2 separate regions of the Mus musculus genome follow, and region 1 is linked to region 2. Evidence: chromatin contacts called from public HiChIP or PLAC-seq data. All regions are on one chromosome and are shown on one strand. Each heading gives the region's core, a stretch centred on a gene start, on an enhancer-like site or on the middle of the called end of the contact. The rest is flanking DNA. Distances are from core to core; before and after follow the strand shown. Region 1 has its middle 23 kb from the start of Tob2. Region 2 holds the start of Rangap1 (RAN GTPase activating protein 1).

What was found. HiChIP or PLAC-seq counts read pairs in DNA pulled down with a chosen protein or histone mark.
Region 1: a contact with region 2 is called in an H3K27ac HiChIP or PLAC-seq map of microglia, with 3 times the contacts expected there. The contact joins the enhancer-like site here to the promoter of Rangap1 in region 2. A contact is called at or near these places in 8 of 39 promoter capture datasets (the C10 cell line, the HPC-7 cell line, cranial neural crest and 3 more), 1 of 484 Hi-C or Micro-C datasets (B cells), 5 of 115 datasets of contacts at active chromatin or transcription factors (the NIH/3T3 cell line, effector CD8 T cells, embryonic stem cells and 2 more) and 3 of 9 other capture datasets (adipose tissue, liver and pancreatic islet).

What each region holds. Positions count from the first base shown.
Region 1 is chr15:81,831,460-81,838,490 of GRCm38.p6, forward strand. No RefSeq gene overlaps it. Among named protein-coding and RNA genes, the nearest start is that of Tob2, 23 kb to the right of the region's middle. Within about 2 kb of position 5,077, at least 217 of the 459 cell types and tissues checked have an H3K27ac peak or open chromatin away from gene starts, as enhancers often do. A contact at or near this core is called in adipose tissue, liver, microglia and 1 more, where this site is marked.
Region 2 is chr15:81,727,214-81,734,447 of GRCm38.p6, forward strand. It overlaps Rangap1 (RAN GTPase activating protein 1), which reads right to left and starts at 2,706. Exons shown (of 16, transcript NM_001146174.1): 1 at 2,499-2,706.

The sequences.
Region 1 (7,031 bases), core at 3,827-6,326, 110 kb after region 2:
TGTACCTGGCTCATTGTTACCGACTGCCTGACAGGACCCACAAGGGAGCTGCCACCGGAATCCCAGCACAAGGCCTTGTGGTCTCAATGCCATTCCACCAGTAGGTGGCGGGCGATTCAGGCACATTCAGAGCAGTGACCTAGGGTTCTTCTGCTTGGGGACTTGTCCTCAGGGTAAAGCCTCCGGACAGACCTTCTGTGCCAGATGGCGCTGTGGAGCACCAGCTGTTCCACTCTGCACTGCTGGCCTTCCGACGGCTGTAGTGCATAAGGTCTAGGGATATCCACAGACCCGGGAGAGCGAGGGGATCGACAGCCACAGACTGAACTTTTAGGCTCTGGATGAGAGGCTCAGCCTGAGGCTTTACCCTCTTTTCCCCAGAACTCTGAATACAATTGACAAGGCTGGCACGGAGCCTGGATTTCCCCATCTGTCAAAAGGAATGATAAATGTGAGCAAGGACTGTGGGTTGCTGAAGTGGCCGGCTTTGTTATAACTGAGGCTGAGGGGCGTTTGTTTTTTTTTTTGTTTTTTTTTTTTTTTTTTGGTTTTTCGAGACAGGGTTTCTCTGTATAGCTCTGGCTGTCCTGGAACTCACTTTGTAGACCAGGCTGGCCTCGAACTCAGAAATCCGCCTGCCTCTGCCTCCCGAGTGCTGGGATTAAAGGCGTGCGCCACCACGCACTGAGGGGTGTTCTCAGGTGAGGACTCTATACAGACAGGCAAGCAGTAGGTAGACAGGAAATTCAGGTGCTTAATGTCCTGCTGTCAAATAGGAAGTCTCTGGGGCCTCCCCTGCCCTGAGGCCTGTGGTCTGAAATATTCATGCATCTTCAGGGGTGTGTGTGTGTGTGTGTGTGTGTGTGTGTGTGTGTATCAAGGCCTAAGAGTAAATGTGTACCTACCTCCAGGATCCCTCTCACTTTGGCAGAAGGCCACGAACCAAGAGATGAGGGAATCTCCTCCTCATGCCAGGAGGCCCAGAACCAAATGAGCAACTCAGTCAGGAGTGTGGCAGTACCCTTGAAGAGGGCTGGACACCCCACTTGTACTGTTCCCAGCCCCATCCATTTTGACTCGAATAATCTCTCTCCCTCTTGCGACAGTTCTTCCTTATCTGGATGATATTTACATGTGTTTACATTCAGACTCTTGCAGGTGTTTCCTCCTAAGCCAGCATAACACTGATTCTCAACCCTGGCCCCTAAACAAGGAGACTGTGTGAACCTGCTTGGGGGTTGGGGGTTGGAAGCAGGGGCTGAGGGGGTGAGGGAGTGATGGAGAAGGTTATTTCCCTATGTTCAGAGTCAGGCTAGCTGAATTTCTGAACATTCATCAAACATTTATGTGTAAACGGTGATCTGTTTCATTCTCAGAATAATCCTTTAAGCCATGTGTGTGTGTGTGTGTGTGTGTGTAACTGAACTCAAGGCAGTAAACATGATAGGTATGTGTTCTACCACTGAGCTACACACCCAACCCCCTTTTGAAGTATTTTCTACCCACTTTACAGATGAGAACACTGAGAATTCCGTGGTTAAAAGCACAAACTGCTCTTGCAGAGGATTTGAATTCGGTTCCCAGCATCCACATCAACTGGGAGAGCTCGGACATCTGAGGTCTCTGTGGACATTTTCTTGTGTTTACCTCCACATACATAGGCACATACATAATTAAAAACAATAAACACCTTATTTTTAAAAGAGAAAAATCAGGATCCCAAGGATTCACACAGGGAGTTGGCTTTAAACCCCAGCCCTGGGGACCTTCTTGCTGACACACTGCAGTGTGGAGCTAGAGAAGGGGCCTAGGATCCTTCTCTTTTGGGCTTCTGCCCATCTGCTAGGAAATAAATATGCCTGCTCTTTTGGTTCAAGGGATAATATGTCCCTTGGGGAGATGAAAGGGAGTGGGCTGTTAGCAGGAGGTAGAAAGGTTCCCAGAGTTTTGGGGACTCTAAGCATATATAGGGCTCTGTAGTTCTCAGAGCATCCTGAACCATTTGCCAGAAGTGAGTCCTCAGGGGTATGTAGAGCCTGAGGCCCTCATCCTTCGCACGAAGTGTCAAGGCTACTCCCCTGACCCCAGATGTCTCCTGGAGGCCCTGTCAGCATTGTACTCTCCTTCATATCCCCATAACCTCTAGACTTCTAAGCCTTGGGGACAAGGACCAGGTTGGAGTCCCAGGATCCACAACTGGACTGTTAAAGTTTCCCAGCAGTGTTTACAGAGAGACAAAGAAGCTGGCGCTGTCCAAACACTCCTAGTTGTCAGGACATAAGCTTGGTGTTTCTCGGGTGTGTTCCCAAGCAGTCTTTCCCAGCCCCTCTGGAACTACATTTTGGTAACTCCACTGTGCAAGTAACAGTGGCACAGAGCAGTCCAGCTGAGAAATGCCATGGGCAGGATTCACACTGAGGTCTGTCTAGGTCCAGAGTCTATGCCTTACCTTCTTGCTGCTCTAAATTGAACTGTTAAGAGGCAATGGTGGATCAAACCTTTGATCCCAGCACTCAGGAGGCAGAGGCAAGTGGATGTCTGTGAGTTGGAGGCCAGCCTGGTCTACACAGCTAGGTCCTTATCTTTAAAAAAAACAAAAAGAAAACCAAAGTCAGCTTGGGTAGCTGCTCCAAGAGAGCCTCCCTGATGACTGTCAGCCCTGGCCTTGGGATCTCGGATTCCCCTCTACTCTCTGGGTTTTAGGTTCCTCCTGGAGACTCAAGCAGCTCCTTCTCATGAGACCCATCTGTTTACCTGGGCAGGCCTGGATTTTGTGACTACAAACACTGAGCACTGGCCTGGCTTCCCCATGGCCTCTCAGGAGCCTGAAGGGTGCCTGCCAAGCCTACGTACTAATTTGAGATGTTGGGAACAGGACAGGGAGTGTGAGGTGGGGTAAGCTGAGGGGAGGGTGGGGAGCTGGCCAAGGTCTGAGAGTTTAAAAATACATCCTGTCAGCTAGAGCCTGGTCTCCTAGGGCCTAGTGACATCACAGGGGCACAGGATGTCCCTGGCAGAGGCTGGAAATAGCAGAGAGGGGACATGGCAGGGGGAGGAGCTGAGGGGCTTCTGAGCTACCCCTTTCTGTGCCTGGAAGCTGTGTTTGCAGACATCACCTGTCTAGGGTCAAAAGGGGTCACCAGTCACATTCCTCAAGAGATTCCGAACTGCATCTGAAAAAAAAAATGGGGACCAGGGAGATTGTGCCTGAGACCCCACTTGGAGAGAGATGGGAGTCCCTGGACACAAGCTAGCGAGTCTGGCTTAGCATTTGTGATCCTGGAAGTCTGCTGGGCATGGGTGAGAGGAGCATTAGTTGGCAGAGAGCCTCCCTCCCCTCAGTGGAGGGCTGAGGCAGACTCCCAGAGCAGATGCTCATTCAGCCTTTGATGTGACTGATGGGCTATCAGAGCCACACACCCCCCCCAACCCCCCCAACCCCCCCCCCCCGTCCCCCGTCCCTGCTCCTCACTCCCAGCAGCAGGAGCGGCTAGGTCGGGAGTAGCGCTGTCAATGTTATAGATGACACCAAGACCCAGGGTGGACAGAGTGGCCTGCTCCAAGCCAGACCCCCAAGCACATCACGGATGGCTAGGATGGGATCTGGCCTTCCTAGTTCAGTAGCTAGTGAGAAAGGAACCAGCTCTATCGCCAAGATGGACCTTAGGGGTGAGAAAGAGGCTGGAGTTCACCTCTCCCTCTTCCCCTCCTGCCCCTGCTGTGCTCTGAACAAAGTCCAGCCCATCATCTGACCAAGATTCTCCTCAGGGCAGCCTCCTCTCTCTTGAATCTGCACCCATAAGCCTCAGCCTCACCAGGAGCTCCCAGATCTCTGAAGTGATTGCTGATTCAGGCCTCTGAACAGTTACTTGTACTGCCTCTGCTGTGTGGCTTGACCTCACCTGTCTCTGCCCAGGAACCTTCTAGCAGGCTTTAGCCCTGAGCCACCACTGCGCCGTCAGACCACAGTCATGATAATGGCAGTGATTATTGCTATGGTTTTTCTCTTCCTGGGCCAACCTTTTCTTAATAGCTGTACCCTCATTTTTATTCATCTCTCCAATCCTGGTGTCAATGTCTAACCAATGCCAGGATAAAGGAATTAAATTGGGTCTTGAGTCCGCCGCATTCTGGAACGGGCTTTGTTCGAGTCTCATGTCCTCTCCAAACCTGATAAATGGGGGCAAGGTCCAGGTCCAGGCTGGGGTTGGCTGTATCTAGTAGTAAGCATTAAAGGGCTGGGGACTGAAAGGTCAAGACTGGCTGTTCCTGGCCCCATCTGTCCTCCATCTATCTATCACATGCTCTCTGCCCCGACTTTCCACCCACCTCATAAAATCAATGCAGCCTCAATCCCCGGCCTGCCCCTCCTACCTGACTTGGTTCCCAAACTTTATAAACTCTGGGGAGAGTTTATAAAGAGACAGTTTGGAGAGAGACACTTTGGAGGTAAACAGACTCTCGTGGGTTCAGTGGCCAGCCTGGGATGTCTAACGACTGACTGTTAGAAAACAAAGCAAAATCAAACCAAACTCTGAGAACCCAGAACCTCAGCTTTTGCTAAGGTGACCCGTGTATAAGTGCGCGCGCTGAGGTTTCGGGGTGGGGTGGGGGGTGACTGTTGTGGAAACCTGGATCCAGCAGTGTTGAGCAGCCTTGCAGTGACTGCAACCCTGCTTTAGGGGCGCCTCCCTGGGGCAGCACAGAAGTAGAGGACGATGCCCTGATCAAGAGAGAAAATGCAGTCTGTAATCCGCCACGGTCTTGCCCCACCCCACCCCCACCCCCACTTCCTTCTTTTCCAGGAGTGAGGGTCTGTGCCAGCCCTGGCACCCGCAGAACCGGCTCTAGGCTGCAGGGCCCAGATAAATATCCTCAAGGCGGATCTCATCCTCATCGCAAGGAGGCCGCAGGAATCGAACTGTGGCCTGGCAGGGAGTGGGGGTGGGGCGTGGAGCTGAGGCCGAGGACCTCATGCGCAGGTACTCCTGAAACACCGACTCCACTCCTCTGTCCTAGCATCCCAGCTACCCTCCTCCCTCCCTAAATCCCTACTCATGCTCCTCCCTCTTCAGGCCCTGGACACGGAGGCCAGCACGGCGGGCGCCGAGGGGGCTGTGTAGTCACGCGCAGGGAACAGCAGGCTATTCATAGGAGGACGTCCCCGCCTGCCCGGCCCTCGACTCGCCTTACATAACCCTCCTTTCCTTCTTCCTCCTGTGCGCTCTGCGGGGCGGGGGAGTAGCGCTGGGAGCCTCCTGCTTTCTCTGACAGCCCCCAGGGAAGTGAAGCACACCCCGCGCCAATGGGCGTGGTTGGCCAGGTCCACAGAGGTGGGTGAAACCCCCCCTACCCCAACTTGGGGCCTTGGCTTCTCTAATTGGAGGTACCCTGCTTAGGAACTTTCTTTTACAACCACTCCACCGTGTCAGAGAAGCTCAAGGTGGCTGTGCCTTGCTTCTTCTCATGACTTGGGGCACCTGTGCTTCTTAGTCTCAGTATGCCTACCTACAAAATGGCCTTTTCTTCTAGCTTAGAAAGAAAGAAAGAAAGAAAAAAAAAAAAGCCTTGTCATCTGGTTAAATAGCCAGGTGACTGGGAAACTTAGTGTCCTCTGATACCCTCACAACGAACCTGGTATACAGAAGGGAAAGTGCCCAACCCGGAATCCCTGGGGCAGTCAACTCCTTGTGGACCTTAGTCCCTGCTCTGGCAGCCTGTGGTCCTGCTTGCCTCTTGGCTCAGGAAGGTCACAGGTGGAGCTGGAGCCCGTGTCTGGTGGCATGAGGACTCCCAGAAATATCTAACAGTCACTGTAGCCCCTCAACCACGTCCCCACCTCAGGGAGACCACTGTCTGTGGCGAGGTGTTTGCCTGAAGGATTTGGGGGTTGGTTTTGTGTTTTGTTCTGTGTAGCCCTGGCAGGCCTATCTGGAAGTCACAAAGATTCACCTGCCTCAGCCTCTCAAGTGCTAGGATTAAAGACCGGTATGGGACTCACTATGTAGCTCAGACTGGCCTCAGAATTGAAGCAGTCCCAGATAGGTCCACTCCCTACTTCTCCAACCCCTCCCCCATTTTGAGCACCAATAAGAGTAAATATTCTAGGATGGGGAGACATCTGGACCTTCCCTGATGCTGGCAGCAAAGTGGAGACTGTCACTTCTCCCCTCTCCCTAGCTTGGTTTACCAGCAGGGTGAGAACCATTGTCCCTGTTCTACTTAGTGGCCTGGAATGTGAGCCAGAGCTTTATGCTCATCTTACCTACAAACAACAAAGGGGAGGGAACAGCAGTATCCTTTCATAGTTGAGGAAACCAAGGGATGAATATGTGGCATCCTGGCTTGTGGTTTTCTTAGCATTTCTGGGTTGCAGCCAGCCTCTGCATTGGAGAAGAAAATATAAAGGTCTGTCCGGGGAGCTGGAGAGGTGCCTCAACAGTTACAAGTGCTTAATACTTTTACAAACAACCTAAGTTCCATTCCCAGAACCAGTATCAGACAGCTCAGCTCACAACTGCATGTAACTTCAGCTCCAGAGGAACCTGACAGTGGTAGAGCCTTGCCCTAACATGGGTGAGGTCCTACACTCAATCTCGAGTACTGGGGAGGGAAAGAGAGAAGGAGAACCAAGCTGGGCAATATAGTAAGATCTTAAGAAGAAAGAGAGAGAGAGAGAGAGAGAGAGAGAGAGAGAGAGAGAGAGAGAGAGAGAGAGAGAGACTGGTGAGATGGAGCAGGGGTCCTGAGTTCAGTTTCCAGCAAGCACATGGTGGCTCACAACCATCTGTAATGAAATCTGATGCCCTCTTCTTGTGTTTTTGAAGACAGCAACAGCCGGGCAGTGGTGGCGCACACCTTTGATCCCAGCCCTTGGGAGGCAGAAGCAGGTAGATTTCTGAGTTTGAGGCCAGCCTGGTCTACAGAGTGAGTTCCAGCCAGGGCTATACAGAGAAACCATGTCTCGAAAAACCAAAACAAAAAACAAAAACAAAACAGAAGAAGACAGCAACAGTATGCTCACATTCATA
Region 2 (7,234 bases), core at 1,456-3,955:
ATAGGTGTTTTCTATGCCAGGAAGTAGGACTATAACCAAATATATATTTCATAATGTCACCACCAGAGACAAAGTTGCCCACAGCTGGGAGCTTAACAAATTAGCAGAATGGGAAAGTAGGGCTGGCATACAGCTAAGTGAAGGGACCTATCAGGCATAGGGGGCTGTAGGTTCAAGCCCCAGCACTACCACAGAGAGGAGAGAATGGATAACTCCATGTTCCCCAAAAGAATGTGGCAGGAGGGTTGGGGATTTAGTTCAGTGGTAGAGCGCTTGCCTAGCAAGCCCAAGGCCCTGGGTTCGGTCCTCAGCTCCGGGAAAAAAAAAAAAAAAAAAAAAAAAAAAAGAATGTGGCAGGTAAGCAGGGTGTGGTGGTTTGAATTAGAATAGTCCCATGGGCTCATATACTTGAATTCTCTCTCTACCTTTAGATTGAGTTATAGCTCTCAGACATTGCTCCAGTTTCATGAATGCTACCAATGCCCCTCCAATGTCCTGGGCCTCAAGACAGCCTGCCCATATGAGACTTTCTCTGGGCTTGGCCAGCTGCCCATCATCTTTACTTATTTTACCCCCAAACACCCTGATTTATTAGTCAATAAGCATAAATTACAAGTCAGGATTAAAGCACTCAGCAAAACACTGTATTGAGCACCATGTACTGGATACTGTTTGAAATACCAGGAGAACAAATATCACACACCCCTTGAAGCTTATAATCTAAAATCAAAAATATTTTGCATGTTACTGAAAAAGTACATGGAGCTGAGGAAGGGGCAGTTCAGTGGTAGAACTCTTGCCCAGTATTTGTGAAGGGCTAGTTTCAATCTCTAGCACCACAAAAAATAAAATAATAAAAAAAGGCCAGGTGCTGGGGCACACCTATGATCTAGTATTTGGGAAGGGAGTCAGAAGGATCAGGAGTTCAAGGCCATTCTCAACTACTAGAGGAGCTAAGGTCAGCCTAGACCACAGGAGACCCTGTCTGAAAAAAACAAAAAAAAAAACAACAACAAAAAAACCAACCAACCAACCAAACAAACAAACAAAAAAACCCACACAAACCACCAGGAAAGGGGCAAAGAAGAAGGTGGTTTTTGCCAGTTTTCTTTTGGGGGCAGAGGGTAGGGTTTACAATAGAATGACTAAAGGTGGTGTATGTAAAGAAACTAAAGATATCACTGACTGAGCCAAGCAAAAATCAAGGGAAGAGCATTCCTACAAAGGGAGCAGAATATGCAAAGGCTCATGGGCGACAGGAGGGGCCATGGTCAGAGCAGAGGAGAAAAGATAACAAAGGACATTCTAATTACTGTATCAGTATGAGTGACCAGGAGGGTCCCTGGAAGGTTTCAAGCAACTAAGCGTACACCAAGCTGTTTTTGACAGGAACAGGGTCCCAGTATAAGGCCTGATATTCGAGGGCTCAAAGAATGACAACACTGAGAGGTAGTCTCCTCAGACCAAATAAGCTAGTTCAAACCAAATTAAAGTATAAAGGCAGGTTTATTGGGGACAGCGCTCTAGTGGGTTCACTGGTCCCAAAGAAGGAAAGTCGCCTTGCAAACAGGGAGACAGAGGGGTGGGGGAGAGAAGGAAAAACGAGCTCACATATGCAGAAAGTGAGAGAAATGCAGACAGAGGAATGGAAGGGTAAGTGAGAAGACCAAAATGTCAGGATTATATAGTGAAGAGCTTCAGGGGAGAGAAGCAAGCCCAGCCCCGGGACTGGAAACTTCAAGTAGGGACTGAGGGATTCTGGGAGAACCTGGAGGCCATGTCCGCTTTGGTAGGTTAAATAGGCACCTTAGCCAGCTGTCACGGGCCAGAAACCCAACAAACACGAAGATGAGTAAAAATCTATCTGGAATTCAGCCACCTCTTACAGTTCCACGATGGGACAATGAGATTAAAAACTGGTGGTGGTAGGTAGGGCTCCAGGTGGAAGGGACACACAGACACACACACAAGCCCTCCCCAATTCACTTTAAAGAATGACTAACCAAAGCAAAACAGGGATGGTATTGAGCTATCCAAGGTCAGCAGACGGCCTGGGAGAGAGCAGGCACAAACGGTCAATACACAAACGCCCTCTCCTCCTGGGCGGCCGCGTGGGGGACGTCCTCAGGTGCACGGCCATCCATCGACCCAGCCAAGCGTCAGCAGTGACTCATGCCAGGCTTCCCGCGCGGACGTGGGCCGACTGGGTAGGCAACGATGGACTGCGTAGCCCCACCCGGCACGCCAGCCGGCTTCCTACCGCCTCCAGGTGAGATGGATGGCAACGGGAGGCGCCACCGCCGAGAGGAAGCTGTGGCTAGTGGCCACTCTAGGCCTCAGTTTCCCCAAACGTACAAGGGGCAGCGGCGCCCAGCGTCCCATCCCCCAAAGCCGGGCGCAGCGTGATCAAAAGGGTAGAAGCAAGGCGATCGCTTCGCCCCACCCAGACCCTGGTGGCCCAGGCAAGTGACAGGAAGAGCGTGAGGGCCCCGACTCACCACAAATTAGCGGCACCGCGGCGTGGGGGGACGGAACGCGCGCGTCGGTCACTGCTTGAGAGTCCGCGTGGGGGCCAGGCCCAGTGACCAGTCTGCTTGCCTCTCCTTGCTGCCGCGGCTCCTCGTTTAGCTCGTGCACACCACCTGCTCCACGATCCCCAGCGATTATGGCGGCGGAGGAGGATTTTTGAAAGCCGGCAGTTTCTTTCCTTCGATTTGATTTGTTCAAGCCGGAGCGGGGTTTTGCCGGGCCGGCTTGCGGGGCCTACTGGGAAAGGAAGTCCTGTCCTCCGGCGCTGGCATGGCGGGACGCGCGCGATGAACTACAATTCCCATGATGCAGAGCGCTCGGACTTCGCAACCCTCCTCTCCGCCCTCTCGGCTTCTGGCTCTTTCTCTACAGTACTCTGTGGGATGGTATTTGACGGAAGCGCCCGCAGACTACAAATCCCGACAGACCATGCCGCGAAGTAGCCGCACCCTTCCGTAGAGGTTAGCGCTCATTCATGCAACTTTATTGACAAAGGCGAAACAGTGAATCACTGGATCACTTCAGCATTGATAGGGATCTACTTGCTAAAAGAAATGACTTTAAAAACAAATTCTAATTCCCCTGAAATTGAAAGGAAACTCCAAAGATAATTTTTAAAAATGGAGAAAGTCATTTTGTAATAGAGACAAACTCCAGGCATCGCCTTAACCAACTGGTTCATATTAACATCAATATGAACACAGCATGGCGCACTGATGACACAGCATGGCTGTCCATTCTTCAAATGGATAAAATTAATCAAATCAGAGAGAAAGAGACGGAGAAACAGAGAGCCGGGGAGGGTGGGGAGAAAGAGAGAAAGAGAGAGAGAAAGGAGAGAAACAAAAGCCAAAACCATCTTCCAGAATAACTGGTCTGTATTGTTCCAAATTCTCCTGTGCCATTCAATTTGAAGAATGTTACTCCTTAAAGCCTATGGAAGCCGGGCAGTGGTGGCCCACGCCTTTAATCCCAGCACTCGGGAGGCAGAGGCAGGTGGATTTCTGAGTTTGAGGCCAACCTGGTCTACAAAGTGAGTTCCAGGACAGCCAGGGCTATACAGAGAAACCCTGTCTCGAAAAAAACAAACAAACAAAAAAGACTATGGAAAACGGTTGCTCTGGGGCATAGCTCAATGATAAGTGTATGCATTGAGTTTGAGTTCATCCCCAGCCCTAAAAATTAAACAAATAAATATGAAACAGACATGTTTAATAAGTGAAATACCCGGGCCTGGGTTTCATCTTTCACGGGGCAACAGAGATTTGCTATAAAGGACAATACTAAAATAATTAGCAAAATGTGTCTGTATAGTAAGTGTTACTATCAATATAAGGTGGGTTTTTTTTTGTTTTTGTTTTTTGCTTTTTGTACTGTGGAGTATGTGTGATAGTGTGAAATAAAGTAAGAGAAGTCTTTTTACTCTTCCTGGCATGTACTTCTAATGTCCTTGGCAGACACCCAACCATTGTATGCTGCAAAAATCAGTGAATGCTGGGTGTGTGGGAAAATACTCTATATGGAATCCTTGTCTGTCTGATTGTTGAATGAGAGATTGGGGTGACATGTATTTTCTTCTATATTTTCTTTCTTCTTGGAGAAAACTGCTGAAATGATTAGAGATAAAGAGACATGATGTTTAAAACTTATCCTCAAAGAGTATTATTATTATTTTTTTTTAAATGTGTGGAGTAGGGCTGGAGTGTTGACTCGGCAGGTAAGTCACACATCCAGAAGACGCAGGTTCAAGTCCCAGCACCCACAGGGCAGTTCACAGAAGTCTGGAACTACAGTTCCAGGAGATCCAAAGCCTTCTTCTGACCTCAGCATGCATTGCATACATGTAGGGCACAAACATACTTGCAGGCAGAAACATATAATATATATATACTTTTTTGTTGTTTTTTTTTTTGTTTTGTTTTTTTTTGAGACAGGGTTTCTCTGTATAGCCCTGGTTGTCCTGGAACTCACTTTGTAGACCAGGCTGGCCTCGAACTCAGAAATCCGTCTGCCTCTGCCTCCCAAGTGCTGGGATTAAAGGTGTGCACCACCACTGCCTGGCTTATACTTTTTCTTTCTCTCCAGCCCCCAATCGATAATACTTGAAAATAGGTTTTCCCCACGTATCCCTGGCTGTTCAAGAACTTGCTCTGTAGTCCACGCTGGCCTAGAACTTGGATATCCACCTGCGTTTGCCTCCTGAGTGCTGGGATTAAAAGTGTGCACCACCACCACCACCAGGGTAACTTTTTTGACCGTTATATAAAGAAAATGTTAGTTATAATTGCTTCAGGTCCTCTCCAAGAGCAGCATGTGCTCTTAATGTCAGCGCTGTCTCTCCAGTATGCATGAAGTTTGTTTGTTTGTTTTATGGAAGGTTTGCACATTGTTTACTTTTAGACAAGATCAGTCTTAAACATAGCCCAAGCTGTCCTAGAACTTAAGATCTCTTGACTTAGCCTCCCAAGTGCGGGGATGAACACACTGCAATACCTTGAGAACTGAAGCGGTGATTAATGCCTTCCTTTATTGACTGTGTTACGGTCGTCTGTCTGTCACTAGCTGATCTTGTGTGTGAAGTCACGCTCCTCTCTTTTACAAGGATTGTTATTTCATGTGTACGGGTGTTTTGGCTGCACGGATATCTGTCCACTATGTATGTGTGGTGCACACTTGATGTGAGCTGCCACACGGGCACAGGGAATTGAACCCTGGTCCCTCTGGAAGAGGAGCAAGTTCTACATGCTGAATGCTATATTCAGCCTCTTCAAAAAAATTAAATTGTATTATTTTATGTCTATTAGTGTACTGCTTTCATGTACATCTGTGTGTTTCTTGTACCTTGTGCCCATGGAAACCAGAGGATGTCAAATCCTCTGGAAATAGAGTTATAGACAGGCTCAAACCACCAGGTGGGTGCTGGAAATCGAAACCAGGTTCTCTGGAGGAGCATCCAGTGTTCTTCAGCACTCAGCCATCTCTCCAGCCCTCCTCCACTACCACTACTTCCAGTGAGGAAAACTTTTTACATTTATTTTGTGTGTGTGTGTATGTATGTGTGTGTGTGTGTGTGTGTGTGTATGCATGCGCGCTTCAGGCTTGGCATCTGGCAGCTTTTCCCAGTGACTTATCTCAATGGCCTATGACGTTCTTTCTTTCTTTTTTCTCACTCTCACATTTGAGAATCTAAATTCAAGGATGAGTTCGAACTCCTGATCCTCTGCCCTTTGCTCTTAAATATTAAAATTACAGAAGTGCCCCATAATGTCTAGTCTGTGGTCTATTTATTTACTTGAGACAGGGGCTTATTGCAGTTGCTTTTCTCTTGCTGTGATTTGTGTGTGTGTATGTGTGTATGGTTTTTTTTTGTTTTTTGTTTTTTTTTGTTTTTGAGACAGGGTTTCTCTGTATAGCCCTAGCTGTCCTGGAACTCACTCTGTAGACCAGGCTGGCCTCGAACTCAGAAATCCGCCTGCCTCTGCCTCCCGAGTGCTGGGATTAAAGGCGTGTGCCACCACGCCCGGCTTCTTGCTGTGATTTAAAAAAAAAAAAAAAAAGGGGCAATTTAGGGCTGGAGAGATGGTTCAGCAGTTAAGAACACTCGCTGCTCTTCCACAGGACCGAGGCTCAAATCCCAGTATACACATGGCAGTTCGCAACTGCCTATAATTCCAGTTCCAGGGCATCTGACACCCTCATACAGACATATGTGGAGGCAAAGCACCAATGTAAATAAAATTTTTAAAGTTTATTTTTTAAAGGCAACTTCTAGAAGAAAGAGTTCTTTTGGTTTTATGGTTCTGGGGGGTACGAGTCTGTGATGTCGGGGAAGAGCAGCAGAGGAATGGGCACACCATACTGGCAGGAAGTGGATGTTGAAAGCCCCGATCTTTATGAGCTCACAAAACAGAGAAGGTGAACTAGAAATGACAGGAGCAGTAGGTAAACTCTCCCAGGACCTTACTTCCTGCTGCAAGCTCACACCTCCTAAGCCTCCACAAACACAGTAGAGGACCAAGGATTCAAATGCCCAAAATGGATCTAGGCATTTCTCATTCAAACATCACTTTCCAGCCCCCTGGCTCCCATAGGCTCCTTGCCTTCTCATAATGCAAAGTGCATTCAGTCCAACTTAACTAGTCCCCATATACTTTCAGAGTCTTAGCACTATTTGAAAGACCAAAGTCAGCCTGGTGGTGGTGGTGCATGCCTTTAATCCCAGCACTTGGGAGGCAGAGGCAGGCAGAGCTCCGAGTTTGAGGCCAGTCAGGTTTAAAGATGGAGTTTCATTGGGAAGTCCCCTAAGGAATAAAGACCTTGGAAATAGAAAAGTTTTGGTTTCCCAGGGAAGCAGAAGCGGTTCCTCGGAGGAAGCTCCTGACAATAGGCGGTCAATCCGAGAAGGCTCAGACAAAGGTAGGATAAGCCTCATCAAATATAAAGAGACTAACATAGCAGCCAATCAGAAACTGACCTATGTAAAATAACAGGCACCTACCAATGAAGTTTTAGATTACCTAACCCTAGTTAGAATCCCCTAGTTCTCTATAAAAAGTCCTGTGAACCTTTGTCTGGTGGGGTTGGGGAAGGGGTGTCACAATTTTGATGAACGGTTGACCCCTGCGTGCTGTTAAATTCTGCAGAATAAATGCTCTTTGATGCATACTATTTGTGTCTGGGGTCTTCCTTTAGCAATTCTTGGACT